Regions from separate parts of the Mus musculus genome. Here region 1 is linked to region 2. Evidence: chromatin contacts called from public HiChIP or PLAC-seq data. All regions are on one chromosome and are shown on one strand. Each heading gives the region's core, a stretch centred on a gene start, on an enhancer-like site or on the middle of the called end of the contact. The rest is flanking DNA. Distances are from core to core; before and after follow the strand shown. Region 1 has its middle 19 kb from the start of Gm52771. Region 2 holds the start of Gpn1 (GPN-loop GTPase 1).

What was found. HiChIP or PLAC-seq counts read pairs in DNA pulled down with a chosen protein or histone mark.
Region 1: a contact with region 2 is called in an H3K4me3 HiChIP or PLAC-seq map of embryonic forebrain, with 5 times the contacts expected there. The contact joins the enhancer-like site here to the promoter of Gpn1 in region 2. A contact is called at or near these places in 5 of 39 promoter capture datasets (cranial neural crest, embryonic stem cells, hippocampal neurons and 2 more), 2 of 115 datasets of contacts at active chromatin or transcription factors (astrocytes and embryonic forebrain) and 1 of 9 other capture datasets (liver).

What each region holds. Positions count from the first base shown.
Region 1 is chr5:32,712,789-32,715,488 of GRCm38.p6, forward strand. No RefSeq gene overlaps it. Among named protein-coding and RNA genes, the nearest start is that of Gm52771, 19 kb to the right of the region's middle. Within about 2 kb of position 1,368, at least 390 of the 459 cell types and tissues checked have an H3K27ac peak or open chromatin away from gene starts, as enhancers often do. A contact at or near this core is called in embryonic forebrain, hippocampal neurons and second pharyngeal arch cranial neural crest, where this site is marked.
Region 2 is chr5:31,493,475-31,496,306 of GRCm38.p6, forward strand. Gpn1 (GPN-loop GTPase 1) reads left to right here and starts at 1,267. Exons shown (of 14, transcript NM_133756.5): 1 at 1,267-1,409; 2 at 2,044-2,137. The coding sequence starts at 1,299.

The DNA.
Region 1 (2,700 bases), core at 118-2,617, 1.2 Mb after region 2:
TGTCTGCACTTTGGATCCTTTTTTGAGAACTCTGGAGTAGACACTAGCAAAAGAAATGCCAGAAGAGTCTTCCTAAGCAGTAGGTTGCACTAAATTAAGGCATCTTCTCTCTGGAACCATGGCTCTACAGAGAAGTGAGAAGTCTGTCCTTGCAGATGATGGGTGTCAGTGAACGTTGGGATGTGCCTAAGGCAGTGGAGTGGATATCAAAACTAGCTAAATTCAAGCCATTGTGGTTCACAGGCCATGCAACTATTTCTGAGGTAATAAAGCTGCTGCTTCTGCTATCTCAGTCATTTACTATTTATTTGATGTTCTTGAGAGGTCAGAACAATTCCTAAAATTCTCAAAAATTCTCATGGCACAAGTCCCTCATACAAATAAAAGCTGATGTTTGCATGAGTATCTGAGTGTCACACTGAGTATCACACACACAGCACAAATGAACCCATGTGCAGCAGCATCACATAAAGAGCCACACCTGTACCCATGTGCTACAGCAACACATACCAGGCACACCTGAACACATGTACAGCATCATCTAACACCTGGATCACATGTAAAGTGGCATCACACACCAGGCAAACTCCAGGACACATGAACAGCAGCATCACACACCAGGCCCACATGTCCACATGTGCAGCAGCATCACATACCAGGCCCACATGTCCACATGTGCAGCAGCATCACATACCAGGCCCACATGTCCACATGTGCAGCAGAATCACACTCCCGGCACACATGTAAAGTGGCAACACACACTAGGCATACATTTACAGGTTAATAACACACCAGGCACACATGTACACAAGTACAGCAGCATCACACAACAGGCACACATGTAAACATGTGCAACAGCATGACACATCAGGCACACATATTTACATGTGCAGCAGCATCACATACGAGGGACCCATGTTCACATGTACATTGGCATCACACAACAGGCACACATGTACACATGTACACATGTACAGCTGCAGCACACGTCAACAGGCGAGGAGTGGTGACGGGTCGCCCAAGGCTCTTCGGTCAGGACCTGACCCGGTGACGTCACTGGAGTCGCCGGGGGTAACGGTAGTCGCTGCGGGGAAACCGGAGATCAGGTCGCGCTGCTCAGAGGTGGCGACGCGGAGAGGACCAGGAAAACTGGGTTCGGCAAGGAGAGGAACTACGCATGCGGCATGCCCTGTTTGTTTCCGGGCAGCGAACTCAAAACCGGAAATCCTCGTCGTCGCTGACGCTCCGAGTTCTTCCCTAGAAGAACTCACTTCCTGTTGGGAACGGAGGAACTTCCTGTCTGGCGCAGGAAGTTAGTGTTTAAGCATGCTGGGAGTTGTAGTCATTTCCTGCCTCGGGTGTTACTTCCTGTTTGCTACAGGAAGTGACATCACAAAAGCACCGAGGCAAGGTGGGAGTTGTAGGTCCCACCTGTGTAGCTCCAGATACAATCTCCCGGTAACCTACTGTTTTAAAACGCGACCCCGTCACCGGGTCGAAGCCGCTCGACTGCCCGCCCTTCCCTCAGGCTGGCCGGTTGACCGCAGGCAAATCCATATCCTTTGACACCGACCGGAGCGGAGCGTTGGAGTGACAACTTGTCGCCACCGGGTGGCGCGCGAGAGAAACCGTCTCGGGGTTCAACCCAGAGACACCCAGTCTCAGAAAAAAAAAAAATTCAATAAAGAAATAATTCTGAATAAATAAATAAATAAATAAATAAATCTAAACCTTTAAAAATTTAAAAATAAAAAATAGGAGGAGTTGAAGATTTAGCTCAGTGGTAGAGTGCTTGCCTAGCAAGTGCAAGGCCCTGGGTTCGGTCCTCAGCTCTGGGGGGGGGGGGGGGAGACAAAAAAATAGGAAAAAATACCAGCTGAGTCTCGAAAAAAAAAACCAAGACTAAATTAATTAAAGAAATGACTAATGGCTGGGCGTGGTGGCGCACGCCTTTAATCCCAGCGCTCGGGAGGCAGAGGCAGGTGGATTTCTGAGTTCGAGGCCAGCCTGGTCTACAGAGTGAGTTCCAGGACAGCCAGGGCAATACAGAGAAACCCTGTCTCGAAAAAAAGCAAAAAGAAAGAAAGAAAGAAGAAAGAAAGAAAGAAAGAAAGAAAGAAAGAAAGAAAGAAAGAAAGAAAGAAAGAAAGAAAGAAAGAAAAAAGAGAGAGAGAGAGAAAGAGAAAGAAAGAAAGAAAGGAAAGAAAGAAAGGAAAGAAAGAAAGAAAGAGAAAGAAAGAAAGAAAGGAAAGAAAGAAAGGAAAGAAAGAAAGGAAAGAAAGAAAGGAAAGAAAGGAAAGAAAGGAAGAAAGGAAAGAAAGAAAGAAAGGAAAGAAAGGAAAGAAAGAAAGGAAAGAAAGGAAGAAAGAAAGGAAAGAAAGGAAGAAAGGAAGAAAGAAAGAAAGGAAGAAAGAAAGAAAGAAAGGAAAGAAAGAAAGAGAAAGGAAGAAAGAGAAAGGAAGGAAAGAAAGGAAGAAAGGAAAGAAAGAAAGAAAGGAAAGAAAGGAAAGAAAGGAAGAAAGAAAGAAAGGAAAGAAAGGAAGAAAGAAAGAAAGAAAGGAAAGAAAGAGAAAGAAAGAAAGAGAAAGGAAGAAAGAGAAAGGACGAAAGAAAGAAAGAAAGAAAGAAAGAAAGAAAGAAAGAAAGAAAGAAAGAAAGAAAGAAAAGAAATGACTAGATAAATGAATTTTAAAAATTTAA
Region 2 (2,832 bases), core at 17-2,516:
AGCTGGCCACTGAGCTCCAGGGATTCTCCCATCTCTAGCTCCCTAGCACTGGGATTATAGGCACAATCCACAATGCCTGGGCTTTTATGTGAGGGCAGGGGTCTGAATTCTGGCCCTTAAGTTTGTGCAGCAAGCACCTTACTAACTGAGCCCTCTCCACAGCCTGCACATGTCATAATAAAATGAGATATCTATGTATAGATATATACAAACTTTTTGTTCTTTAAGAGTTTTATCCACGGGGGCTGGTGAGATGGCTCAGCGGGTAAAAGCACCCGACTACTCTTCCGAAAGTCCGGAGTTCAAATCCCAGCAACCACATGGTGGCTCACAACCACCCATAATGAGATCTGACTCCCTCTTCTGGAGTGTCGGAAGACAGCTACAGTGTACTTACATATAATAAATAAATAAATCTTAAAAAAAAAAAAAAGAGTTTTATCCACTTTCCAAGAATGTCAACAAAACCCAGGGCCACCCTTGACTCCTAGCCCTTTACCTCACTCTTAAAGGGGACTTTTTAGGAGTTTTCTGGTTCCCTTGAGCCTTTGGTTCACCATCTTTTCTTCTTCCCTTGGACAAATAGCCATACAGATGAGCAAATAAGACATTGGTCACAGTCTCTGTCATACAGGGCTTTCCCTCATGAGGTTCGTCTCCCTTCCTCTACCCATATCTTCCGGTATTAATTATTCAGCCACACTTCAGCCACAAACGCTGTAAGGTTCTTTAGTCCCCTTTGCATTAGGCAATGATTGCCAGAAAATGTATCTTCCTCTGTTAAAGTACAGTATTCATGCTATCTTTCAAGTGTTACGCTAATTTTTACCTAATATTTTCTAGAACATAATGACGTTTAATTTTTTTCTTCTTCTTCTTAGACAATAAAATAAAAGGTAGAGCAACACCTTTGTTATAGGATCCTGACAGATCCTGGCTTGGGAATCCCACCTCATTACTCCCTTGGGGACACGAGCTTAACCCTTTCCGGGTCCTATCTCACTCCTGTCAACCCTTCCTGGTTCCCTACACTACCCCTCACTTGTGCAAAGCCACTATAGCATCAAAGTGACCCCTGCAAGTCAGATGCCAAAAGCCGGTCAGGCACCCACTGCAGTAGGTTCGAGCGGTTTGGATAGTCTGGCCAATCGCAACCCTAAACTCAGAGAGGCCGGATCGTTCGACCAATCGTAGCCCTGTACGCAAGAGGACGGATTTTCCTACCAATCGCAGCCCGGAATTCAGAGAGCCCGCAGGCCGCCGGGCGATCCCTGAGTGGTGGGCGTGGCTGAGGAAAGATGGCGGCGCCCGTGGCTCCATCCGAACCCCAGGCTTCCCGGGCTCCTCAGCCCCCCGTGTGTCTGTTGGTGTTGGGAATGGCGGGATCCGGGAAAACTACCTTTGTACAGGTGACGTGCACCGTGCAGAAGCGGTAGTGGCGCCTCAGGCCCGGGAAGAAGGGAGGAAGTTGTCTGGGGAATCTGCGGGTCCGGGCGCGTGGTTTTCTCGAGCTGTCCTCTGACTCCTTTCCTTCCCGAAGCCTCGAACCCTAGCCTGGGTCACTTGAGGCCGGCTCCTGGGCAACCTTAATGCACACTTGGTACAGCTGAACTTGTCTTGCTGCGAATTGGCAGCTTTCCGAAGGCCCGGGCCTAAAGAGTAGGGGAGTGTAACGTCTACTACTCTGGTTTGCGTGAAGAGTTGTGAAAGAATCACTTCGTTCGACCTACCACGTTCTAAGCTCTGAGAGTACAGCGGCAATGAGATCGACAGGGTTCTTGCTTTCACGGAGTGAGTGTTTTAGTGGAGGAGACAGAGGAAGAAAACCCTTGGAGGGGCAGAGTTAGCGAAGCCGTGACGGAGAATAGGGAGACAGGTACTGGAACTAGATGGCTTTTTAAACTCTTCAGTGTTGAACACGCTGAGGGAAGAAGGAGATTGTTACAGATTTTATAAGCATGGTCAGTAAAGGGATGGGAATTCTCGGGGCCCGTTCCTATCCTTTGGTCATCACCCTCCAACCCTGGCTCCTTGTTTTTGCAGAGGCTCACAGGACACCTGCACAACAAAGGCTGTCCACCGTATGTAATCAACCTGGACCCAGCTGTGCATGAAGTCCCCTTTCCCGCCAATATTGGTGAGTGCCTGCCTGCCTGCTTGCTTGATTTCCTTTTCTTGTCTTTTCTTTCTAAGCTAGCTAACTATGTACTTTTCTTTTCTGTGGATTTGCCTGAGTTCCGGAACAGGCTTCTTGCTTATGCAGATTTATCCCTCTTATGCACTATCCCCGCTCACCTCTCTCTCATGCCCTCGGTGTGTGAAACCGTTGAATTGGTTTGAGAATGAGACATGACATTAGGTCGGGCTGTCACCTGACACGTGAATCCTTTGGTTTCTTTTGTCAGAGTTTATAAGATTTGCTGTAATTCACTTTATAGGCAGGTTCCTTCCATTTCCAAAGTTGTGTGTGTGGGGTGTGTGTGTAAGAATATGCACTGTTCTGAGGAGAGCTTTCTGATTGAGACTATCAAAAAGATTTAAGTATTGGTGTGATCCAAGGGAGCCTGAGGCAGAATATTTAGAGTTCAGAGTCAGTCCGACTTGCATAGCCAGACCTCGTTTGGAAAAGAAAAGGTGGGCGTGGGGGTAGATTTGTTATCAAAGTGTCTGTGATCCACTAACAGGGCTCTTGGATGTCCAGGCTTCCTGACTCCTAGGCCTTAACTGTCAGGGCTAGGGTATGAAGCTTTCTTACCCCAAATACACAAATTGGGTAGGGAATCTTGTTTTGAGAATCATAGGTTAGGTCAGGCGGTGATGGCTCACGCCTTT